Regions from separate parts of the Oryctolagus cuniculus genome. Here region 1 is linked to region 2. Evidence: chromatin contacts called from public Hi-C data. All regions are on one chromosome and are shown on one strand. The core of a region is the stretch at or near the end of the contact, and the rest is flanking DNA. Distances in the headings are between cores, read along the strand shown. Region 1 holds the start of FANCC (FA complementation group C). Region 2 holds the start of PTCH1 (patched 1).

Region 1 (5,603 bases), core at 611-3,110, 150 kb after region 2:
GTTGGGATGCCAAACCAGTGCTGGAAACCAGATGAGAGTGTCTGTATTACTTCTGGAAGTAGGCATCTGACTACAGTGGCTTCCACAATATGGAACCCAAGAGAAGGGATCCTATTTATAAAATTTGCAGGAGGGATTGATAAAGTCAGAACTTTGTAGCATGCAGCTGGTGGTGGTTTTTTCCCTCTCTAGAATGTAGATTTAATGTGGAGGATATAATAATTATCATCTAAATGTGAGATTTAATGTGAAGGATATAATTGTCACCTAAATGCTATTTTTCAATTTTGCTGCATTATGTAAGTTTGATTGGGCTCTACACTATAATCAAAATGGCTTCCAGGGGCACACATACTCAGTTTTACCATCTAATTAAAAATAGGGTGTGTATGGAAGTGCATCTGTTTCTCAGGAGATTTTTTGGGCATTTTACTAAGTGATCATCTCATTACCGCTTAAAATATCAGCAAGAGTAGCTCATACATATGGATGCCCAATGAAACAAATGTCTAAAAATTCCCATAAATTTAAATTTGGATCTGTATTATATATGCTTTCCATTTAGGTCTAAATTAGGCCCAAACATTGTGTCATTTCACATATTGCAAAACTGGATGAATCTAGCAATTCTTTATTAACCACCTAATTAAAAAGATATTAAATTGCAATATGGCAAGTCCTTAATCGTTAACACCACAAATGGTGAAAATGATTTTTCAGCAAACAAGTATGAAGACCTGAGTACCAAAATAAATTATTTTCCCTAAAGAAATAGCTTAATGGCTTTCTTTGCTGCAAAGTGCAGAACCTAAACACTAATTCACTTAGAACGTGTCACTATAAACATGAGTTTGCTATGGCCGAGGTGCCATGTGTGCCACTCAGGTGTGTACCTCTACCTAGGGCCTGCGTTGGAGTCACTCATGTGGAGCACAGGCCTCTTTAATCTGGCAGGGAATGACTTTAAGAAGGAATTTAAACAGGTTCATTCCTTAACCAGTTGCAGATTCTGCCAATTTCACCTCAAGTTCTGAGTCAGGTTCCTTCCTGTCTACCTTTAATGTTTAAAAGTGGTTGTTCCCCTACCCCCTCTACTAACTTTATCATTTGTAAGCTGTATGACCCTGGCAAGTCAACCTCTGGATTGAATGTTTTCTTTGCTGAAATGGACATTCCTTCACCATCAAGACTAGTTGGAAGATTTTAAATGACAAAGAGCAATTGTTATTAGGTCCCTGCATTGCCTGGAGGTGTTTTGAAAGCACAGGTGATTATGAGGATACAGTATTGATTACAGTATTGATTATGAGGAATTGATTTTAAGTATTTTAAAAGCCTAATGCTAGATTCTTTAGGTTAAAAAAATTTGGATATTTCTGAAAAACTTCCATATTACTAAGAATAAAAGAAAAAAAATCCCAAGACAAGCTAATACCACCGACAGGACTGAAGTTTGTAGAAAATGCTGCTTTCCATTTACTTAAGTGGTTTAAATACAGCGTTGAACTGATTTGAACTCGAATCACACACTGTATGGAACTGATTTGGGGCCGGGGGATCATTAACCGAAGAAAGCTGTCTTTTTTTGTTGTTGCTGTTGAGCACACAGCCCGAAATTATATTCCAGAAACTGTTTGGACAAAGCCTCAATTTTTCTGCATTTTGAACAGAACCTGAAAAAACACTGTGGTTGCAAACGCCGGATTTTCCTCGCAGGGCCCGCCCGGACTCGGGCGCGGGTGCGGGAACACACAGCCCACCTCTCCGCTCCGAGCGCCCCCAGCCCGGCCCCAGGCCTCCCGAGCCAGGCCGACTTCCGCCCGAGCCTCGGCCCCGGCGCGCCCCGCCCCCACGGGCCCCAGATTCGTCGGAATTTTCCCGCGATGCCGCGGGAGCGCGCGGGGACGCTCGCCAGCCCCCAGAGTGCACTGCGGGCACGTGTGCGCGCGCGCGCGGCTCCACCGCCGAGCGACCGCGGGAAAATTCCAAAAAAAAAGTCAAAACAAAACAAAAAGCCAAGTTAAGAGGCAAAGCCAAACTTTCAAGCCACAGAGCCCGGGCGGTGGCTTCCTCTCCGCCCCTGCCCAAACTGCTGAAGCAGCTCTGGCGAGGACCACCCGGTAAGAGGCCACAGAACGAGGAGTGAAGGCAGCTGCTTCCCTTGGGGGTCCGGCCGACACGTCAGCCATGGGCGGGGGGGAGTGGGGGTGGGGGAGCGGCGAGTGGGGGTGGGGAGGCAGGGAAGACTCGCGAGAACCTCCGCGGCGCCCCGCGCCTCGCGGTGGGTGAGCGGGGCTCCCGCCGGGTGCCCAGACTGAGGCGAGGCGGTGGGAGGCGGCGCGAGCCCGCGGGGGCGGGGCCTCGGGCGGGGGCGGGGCGCGCCGAGGGGGTGGAGCCAGGGGAGGGGGTCGCGCCGAGGGGAGCCCCGGGGCGGTGGGAGCTGGAGGCTGGCGTTTCGCTGCTTTTTTTGTGCGTTGCGCGCAGGCCCCTGTGTGTGTGTTTAAAAGGAGAAGCGCAGAGGGGAAGTTCTTCGCCTTGGGCCGGTGGGAGCTGCGGAAAGCTCGCGTGCTTTAAGGCAGCACCCACTCCCCAGCGGGCCCCGTGCTCGCCCACCGCCCGGGCTCCGGGAAGGGGCGCGGCTGCTACCCTCCCGCCCTCTCAGCCCTGGACGGGAGGAGGGTTCGGATGAGCGATTGTCTTCCCCACAGCCCTTTATTCAGAACCCTTGAGAGTTTTTTTTTGGGGGGGGGGGGCGTATTAACAACTACAAACCCTCTGATCCTGATGTAAGGACTCCAGCTCTGGAATGAACAGAGAAGGGGATTTGGAATTTTTGAAACGTGAAAAGTTTGGGGGCAGAATCTTAAGAGGCCAAGGACTTTCCCAGCAAAGACCTGTATGTGCCTGGGTTTTGTTCTCGTCCGGGATTGTTTGAAAGCTGCTGGTTTCGTGGTTTTCTTCTAACCTGGGGCCCATTTCATGCATTTAAACAGTGATGTGACTGACTGAGTCGTTTATGGCACGAACACAGCACCTTTGGGCCACCCAACTTCACTATTTATGAATGCCACTCACCTTTAGTGATAGGCTGCTCAAAACATTTTCTGATTACACCCTCTAGGCGGAGGGAGGCTGTTACAAATGATGGAATTCATACCATGTGTTGGGATCAGTCATTACATACATAAGCTTAGAAAGCATGCTCGTTGTGACATTATCCATTAAAGTTAAATCAAGTTGATGCTTCTCGTGGAAATAAGCACTCATAGGCATGGACTTATATTCATACACAAGACTGCATGAAAAAAATTTGTTTTCCTCTTTGTATCAAGGGCCTCTTTCACTTCTCCCCTCACGTAAAAGATTTTGCTTCTTTACAACTGGCTAAGTTGTACTTTGGTGTATTGTACATTTTAATTCATTCTTTCATTTTTGAGTCAGATTTCTTGAAAAACACTAAGGCCTCAGAAAAAGCCAATTTCGTGTTGGTATTTTTTGTTCTGTTTTCTAATGAGAAGCCTTAACTTGATTGATTGGCTGGATGTGGAAGATGTGTTGTGGCATGTGTATGAAACTGCATGTACATCTTCAGTGATATTTTTAATCAGTTCCATATTTCAGCAAGTAGTTCCAGTAACAATCATACAAATTTTGTACTTATGAAAACCAGCTACAGGGAGGCCAGCTTGGCCAACAGAAAGTTGGATTGATTATCTAGGCCACAGAAAGAGCCAGAAGAATCTCACATGAGTGGTAGTCCATGGTGGTAGTGGTAGAGCTTCAGGTGATCAGATTAGAGATCAGCATCAAGTGTTTTTTTAAAATTTTGTTTTAACCTGGGACATGGATATTCTCTGTTGTTTATAGATCCTTAATGACTGGCTTTGTAATATGCAAAACCTGTAGGAAGTATAATCAAGATAATTTTCATTATCTTAATAAGGATACAGAAGTGGAGGAGAAACAAAAATTGAGATATCATATGTCTTAAGGTTTTTTTTTTCCAAACTCAATACATGTATTTGTATCTGGCCATTTCATATAAGTGAGCTGATAAAGTATGTGGTGTGTCTGGATTCTTTCACTGAGATAATGCTTTTGAGAGTCATGGATATAGATATAGATATGTGTTTGGACTTGGTTTGGAAAGGAGTTTGTAACATTATCTGGGCCATTTTACTAAGCTCTTCCTAAACTCTGCTGGGTATGTAGAAATCGTTTCCCTGCAGCAGCAGTTATGTAGGGGACTGGATAATCTTCCTGGATAATGCATTCCTGGCACTTTTCTCTAGTTACAAGAAGGCAGAGTTCATACAGAGATCACCTTTTTGAAGAAGTTGTGTATTCTATTTTCTAAACAAGTGGTTTTAGAAAATACGGTAAATTTTTGGAACTGTTCAGTGTTCACAATTCGGGTATAGAATATTTACATTACGTTGACAGGTTTGTATATGAAAGTTTGTAGTCAGTCTTGACTTTGCCTTCAGCTTTAGGCAGCCATTTCTGTCTCTCTACATTAGGCTTTTCCGGACTTTCCATATACACAAATTCATAAAATATATGCTGTGTTTGGATTCTTTTACTTATCATAATGTTTTTGAGATTCATCCATATTGTAGCATCTATCAGTCGTTTGTTTATTGGTGAACAGTATTCCATTGTATGTGTACACCCACACTTTGCTTATCAGTTGATGGACATTTAGGTTGCTTCTAGTTTTTGGCTGTGATTAATAACGCTACAGTGAACACTCATATGCAAGTCTTTGGACATGTTTTCTTTTTGGAATAGGTACCCATGAGCCTATAAACAATCTTGGTCCATACTTATGGTGTCAACTACTTTTTGTTAAGGTGAAATATTCTGGACATAGAACTGAATCATTAGCTAGTTATTCCTTCCATTGTTTCACTGTTTACTCAGGCTCCACATTTTTATCAAAATGATGCTACCCAACTCCCTTCCTCCCTTCGACATCCGTCTTAGCCCCAGATAAGACACCAGTAATAGCCAAAAGCTGCACACAGGCTGTGCTATAGACATGAAAACTGTTGAGAAGAAGGTTGTGAGTTGTGAAGCTGCTCTGTGAGGTTCGATGGTAGGTATTTTTTTGTCCTCCCACACACCCAATTCTGAAAGTTTTGTCCTTCCAAGAAGACCCTTTGCTTTTTCTCAGGAAGGTGCAGGACTCGGACTCGGGCTGATTTCTCTGAGGTCGGGGCTGATAGATTAACGTCTGGCTCCCAGGTGGTGCCCTATCTGAGAAACCCTCGCGGCGCAGGGGTCTACTTTGTCCCTCCCACATCAGTGCTAGGGAACTGTGCCCACCACATCCTCCTCTTCATCTTCTTCCAGCACCTCCTCCACTTTGGTCCTCATGGTGCCAATCTGCATTCTGGGGTGCTGCTCCCAGCAGCGCCCAGGGGTTGGAAAGGTATTTGTGGTACCGCAGGTGCGCTGTGTCCGTGTGTGTGGCAAGGGGACTTCCGCAGGCCCCTGCCGACGGCCCTCCCTTCCCTTCACCGTGAAGACATCTGTTCTTAGTTTTTCTTTAAAGGTGCGTTACAGAGTCCGTCTTCCGCGTTCGCGTCTGCGCATGCCAT
Region 2 (5,748 bases), core at 24-2,523:
CGCTGTCCAGCATTCACGTGTTCCGTGAACGGGTCTCAAACCCTCGGGAAACCCAAAGGACCCCGCTAAAGAACGGCGTGATACAACCCATGGGTGGGTCAATATCTTGGCCAGGGGGGTACACTGTGACTCCTAGGAGGAGGAGGATGTTTATCATTAGTTAATAATCCTTCCCACCCCGCCACACACACACACACACACACACACACACACACACCCCTCCTGTGCCCAGAACGGTGGGGAAGGGCTGGCTTTATCGAGGGCCACTCTCGAGAGTTCCACTAAGGTGTCCGCACTCTGTGCTGGTGCGCATCCCTGCAGTCCTCTCCATTCCCGACGCGGTGCCTGCAAGACGCCACCCCACCCCCCAACTCCCAGTACCGGGCGCCACCGGAGGGGAGCTCCCGCACGGGGCGTCTGCACTCAGGGTGAGAGACTCAGTTTCTCGGCGCGGGACCCGTCACCCTGGCTTGCCTCGAACGGGAAGGCAGCGTGGGTGGGAGCATTTGGGTGGCATACCCCAGAAACCACAGTAATTGGAAGGGAGAGGAAGCAAATATCAATTAGTGACTGCTCAGCCAGCTACCAATCTTGGTTTCCAAGAGACTCCACCTTGGTCTCTTTAGAAGCGGCGGCTCCCAGGGACCTGGCACAGAAGCGACTCGCACCTCGCGGTCTTGAACGCTTTCCCCAGGAGACCCGCGGCCTCCACCCGGCCTGGGGCTGTCAACCAGAATGCACCCCGCTTGCCGGCGCCTGCGTGGGCATGCGGGCCGTGGCCAGGCCAGGTGGGGCTCTCCCGCGGCCCTCCGAGCACCCTCTGCGCCTCGCGGTGCTGGGCGCGCTGGAAGGAGCTACCTGGCACCCCAGCATCCCCCCGACCCCCGGGTTCTGGCAAGATGGCTCAAGGTTAGCAAGGACCGTGTGTGGCGCGGGGAGGGGCAAGAGCGGGCGGCGAGCGGGGGACCCCTGGTCGGCGGCCCCCCGCACACAGGCCCGCGGGGGGCGGGGAGGGGGCGGCGGGGCTCGCCGGAGCTCGCGCGGCCGGGCGCCTCCCAGGAAGGCGGGGAGGCCAGCGCCTGTTTACCCAGGAGGGCTGTGCTGATAGCACGTTCCTCGAGTTTACTTTGCTTGCCTTGAGTTTATTGTAAAGGGGTAAAGTTTTCGGATCCGTCACGTGACCCTGACAGGTCCTGCCTATGGCGCGGCAGACCACCCACGCCGAGGGCCATGGAACTGCTTAATAGAAACAGGCTTGTAATTGTGAGTCCGCGCCGCACTCCGCCGACAGCCTCCGGCGGCCCCGCGCGCCGGGGTTTTTACACTTTCCGTTCCTTTTGTAAGGACGGAGCAGGAGGAGGAGAAGACCAAGACGACGCCGGAGAAAAAGACGGCGACAGGGAAGACAAAGGGACCCGCAGCGACAAGGCCAGGGGGAGCCGAGGGGAGCCGGGGAGAAGACGGAGGAGCGCAGCACCCGGAGAGGGGGGCCGGGGGGCGAGAAAAGGAGTTGATGTGAAACCCAAGCCCAGCGTCCGCGCCATCGGCACCCGCGCTCCGGGCAGGGCTTGACGGCCGGCTATGGTGAGTGCAGCCGGCGCTCCCGCCGCCGCCGCCGCCGCCGCGCCCTCGCCCGCGCGCGCCGTGCGCCCCGGAGCCGCGGGGCCGCCCCGCGCTCCCGGCCGAGCCGCGAGCAGCCAGCGCCTGGCGGGAGGGGAGCGCCGCGTGCCGGTGCCGGTGGGGCTGGGTGGGCTGCGCCTCCGGGGCGCGGGAGCGCTGGTCCCGCGGCTCCGCGCTCGCTCGCTCGCTCGCTCGCTCCTCGCTCGCACGCCCGGGCCCCCGCCCCCGAGGCCGGCCCCGCGCGGGGGAGGGGGGCTGGCTGCGGCGGGCCCGCGCCGGGGAACGGCTGCGGGGGGAATTCTCACGGAGGGGGTCGCTCGGGATCCCATTTTCACGCTTGAAAGGGTCGCCACCTTGGCTTCCGCTCATCAGCCTGGTGGTGGCTCTTGGCTCCCCAGCGGAGGCAGAGCTGGTGATGGAGGGGCTGGTGCGGACAGAGTGACAGCACCGGGGGTGGGGTGGGGGAGGTGCGGGCTCCGGGGGAGCGCGCGCGCTAGGAAGCCTGTGCCGGTCGCGGGCGCCGGCGCACGCCCTGCACCCGCGTTCCGGGCTCCGGGCGCCCGGTTCATACTCTCGCGGCCGCCGAGCAACCTCTTACCCAGACCCGGGGCGCCAGCACTCACCTCCCCGCCGCCGTGGGTGGGCAGAGCGGGGCCCGGGGACTTGGTGAGTTCAGGAAGGGGCCGCGGGGAGAAGAGAGGCATGTGTGTTGACTCCTGCGCCCACGGATTCGGGCGCCCTGGTGCCTGCGAGTCATTAAAGCGGTGGGCGGGCGGCCGGGTGCTGGGAGCGCCGAGTGCAGCCTCGGGGGAGCCCGGCGGTGCACCCGGACCCCCAGAGACTGTGCCTCTGGGTGACATGTGTTCTGTCTCTGTGTGTTGACGTTCATGTTTAAAAGGATGCCCAGTGTGTGGACAAGTCCCAAGTATTGTGATCTAAGAAGAACCATATGGATTGTTGTTGATGGAAGATACCCAGAGAGCCCTGTTAGCTTGGACCTGGGAGAGGAGGGCCATCTTCCTCCCTTGCTATCTTTCCTTTCTCCCTGGGGAGAAGAAATACAAAAGCAGTAGACATAAATCAGAAAGCCCCACAATGGGTGGCTCTGAATATGTAATAATTGGATCACTGAGATCTTGAACTACAATAGTTCCTTTTTCAACATTCTGTGCGAATTCAAAAAAAATTTTTTTTTGTTTTGGCTTTAGTAGTTCAACATGCAATTAATTGCCTCCAACAAAGAAAGACAATGCTTTTCGGTGGCATCCTTTGTTACTGTAACTTATTATTCCTGGGTGGTACCTCAGGATAAATTGTTGCCTCAGGTGCATTGTGTCCCCCTGTTGTAAAACAAGGGCTTTCAATTGGGAGTTTGTGTGTGTTCCAGTTGTCACCCTTCCACAAGGCTGTAAAATGCCTTTGTGTGCAAGGTCTTTTTAAATAAAATGCTGCATCCAGGTGGACACCCATAGGCTCCTCCTTGGCAAGCCGCTGCGCCTAGTCCAGCGTGGTCTCAGTTCAGAGTCCATTTGCTTCATTTCAAACTCACTGTGAGAGGTGTATCTAATTTCTGGTTATAATCTAGTCATAATCTGACAAGCTGTTGGAACAGGAGTTAGCACTGTTTGGCATTTTTTTGTGAAAAGAAAAAAGACTTTCACAAATTGTCTTTAACTTAGAATCTCTGTGCACTGTTTTTATCCTTCTCTCTCTGCACACACACACACACACACACACACACCTTTTATTTTCTCCAGCCTCTGCCACAGTGTATAATGCCCTATTGAGACATGTAGGCGTGATGTGTAAACCGGATTAGCAGTATGAAAGACAGACACACAATAAGCTGGAATTGTTTTACTTCCCTTTCATTTCTCATGCCTATATCTCTAATAAATTTGTTGCTCCAGCAGTGGGTCAAAGGGATCACGTTGCTCGGCTTCCTTTTCATGCAAGTCCCAATGACAGAGATCATTGAAATGAATGGGGTGCCTTCTGCCAAATGCAAAGCTTGATATAGATATATTAGATGGGGAGAAAGAGAGGAGGAGAGAGGGAGAGAGGAAGGGAGGGAGAAGGAGAGAGGGAGACTCAGTCTACATCTCTATCAGAGCAGAGCAATGTGGGCTAAGATATTTAGATAAGTGGGACTCAATGCAAGGACCAATGCTGTATGTTTTCTTTCAAGTTCATTGTAGCTCTGCACATTCTCTCTGCCACCCGTAACACTCTCAGCAAGAGAATACCAGTAGCTTTTGGCAGTGCATAAAATCTAACTTCCCTCTCAAGCCTTAAGCCTGAAGTTATTATCAATGTGGAGATTTCTGGAACCTTCTCAGGATAGCTTCTCTCTGCCACCCTCCCCACCCCCAGGTCTCTGAGCTTTAAAAAAAAAAAAAAAAAAAAAAAAAAAGCCAGTGCTCCCGGGTTTGTGCTGGAGCCCTCTCATTCACTCCTTTGTGGAGTTGGGAGCAGCTTCCCGTTAAAGGAGATCAGGAGTAATTAGCAGCATTATTTTGACAAGTTGGCGAGAGCTGTTCCCTTTCCTCCAGCCTGGGAGTGGGGAGGGGGGAGGAAGAAGGGGAGGAAGCAGAAGGTGGAAGGCAGAGAGGGGAGGGAGTCAAGCCCAGTGGTTTTTCTATTTTGTGGCTGCTGAGAATCTTTCTTCCCCCCTCCTCCCCAAAACTTCTGAAATTCATTTTCTACCACCACCTTTTAAGTAAATACAAGAGCTGCCAATGAGGAAATAATAAGGTGTTCTTAGGGAGCCAAGAAAATGTTGGTGGATGGTGGCAAACTGGCTGGGGTTGAGTCAAGACTCAACTCTTCACCAAGGTAGCTGCTTTGGCCTGCTCAGGCCCTGGCCCACCACTCACATCCTTAGCCTAGGCGCCCCCAACCATCAATAGAGCATCTCATCCCATCTCCAATCCCTCTGCCCCACCTCCCCCTCCACACAATAATACTATGGGGGCAAGGTGACATTTGCAACTCTTTGCATTTCTGGAAGGTAGTTTTAAAACATTTTGTCAGCAGGTAAAAGTATAAGTGACCCAAGAGTCAATTTCCAAGAATATACTTGGCCCCTTTATAATCTGCAAAATTTAGCCAATTCATGTTGGGTTTTATAAACCCATTTGGTTTTGACCTAAGAAAGGTCCAATTTCACTGTGGTTTTTTATAACTCCATCTAGTCTGGCCCCCACCGTTGCCTATGGCTGGATCACCCCGAGCACAGAAGACAAATGTTTTATCTCAGTGTCATCTCATCGGTCAGATAATCTGATGTCATTTTTGAGATGTGTGTGGCATGGCTACGAATATTCCAAGTATCAGAACAGAGAGGGGAAGGAGACATGAGGGAATCCAGAGAGTTTGAGGAGTCAGTTTTGAAAACTCCAATGAGGAATCTCCAATCATGATAGGGAGACAAACATGACAATGTATGCATTGGAGAGGGAAGCAGACCGCCGATGCCTAGTTTCACAGAGGCCCACAACACCTGCGGGTGGATAAGGCACCCAGGCTCTCCCACTGGCTTGCTGACTCTCCAGGGGACCACCCCCCTCCAGGGCAGAGAGGGCCCAGAAGGGCCGGTCCTCTCTGCCCACACCTCAGTAGGCCTGGCTCCTCCTGGGAGCCAGCTCTCAGGTCTGTGGAATCCTTGTGGTTAGCTGAAGTTAACACAGCCGGTGTGGCGCTGCGGCCCCCGGCACAGGGTATGCATATTAAAGCCGACACTGCTTACAAATGTAAATAAGGCCAGATTGATTAGGAACAACATCATGGCCGGGAATGTCGCACTGGCCTGCATCAGCAATGAGGCAAATTGGGGGCAGCCTCAGCCTTGGCCACCCAAGTCGAGGAGCCTTTTACACTGGCTCCTCTTCCCTTTCTTAAAACGTTACAGAAACAAGGCCAATTAGATCCTCAAAGTAATTCATCTCTGCGTATGAAAAAAAGCAGACCACAGGGGAAGCGGCGGGTGGCGGCTGGGAAGATTAAGACAGCGCTTGTTAGAGCTGAGACTGCGGGTTGCGTCCTGGAACCAGTGGGTAGAATGTACAGGCCGGGGCCGCCGTCTGAGCTGCTGAGAAGTTAACCTATCAAACAGCGGGCGAGGGGGCT

The links. A called contact is a pair of places that touch in the nucleus more often than the background predicts.
Region 1: a Hi-C map of an unstated tissue shows a contact between it and region 2, with 2.0 times the contacts expected there. The contact joins the promoter of FANCC here to the promoter of PTCH1 in region 2. A contact is called at or near these places in 2 of 6 Hi-C or Micro-C datasets (ear pinna and an unstated tissue).

The regions. Positions count from the first base shown.
Region 1 is chr1:142,212,619-142,218,221 of mOryCun1.1, forward strand. FANCC (FA complementation group C) reads left to right here and starts at 1,861. Exons shown (of 15, transcript XM_008257648.4): 1 at 1,861-2,120.
Region 2 is chr1:142,059,153-142,064,900 of mOryCun1.1, forward strand. PTCH1 (patched 1) reads left to right here and starts at 1,274. Exons shown (of 24, transcript XM_051847163.2): 1 at 1,274-1,584. The coding sequence starts at 1,582.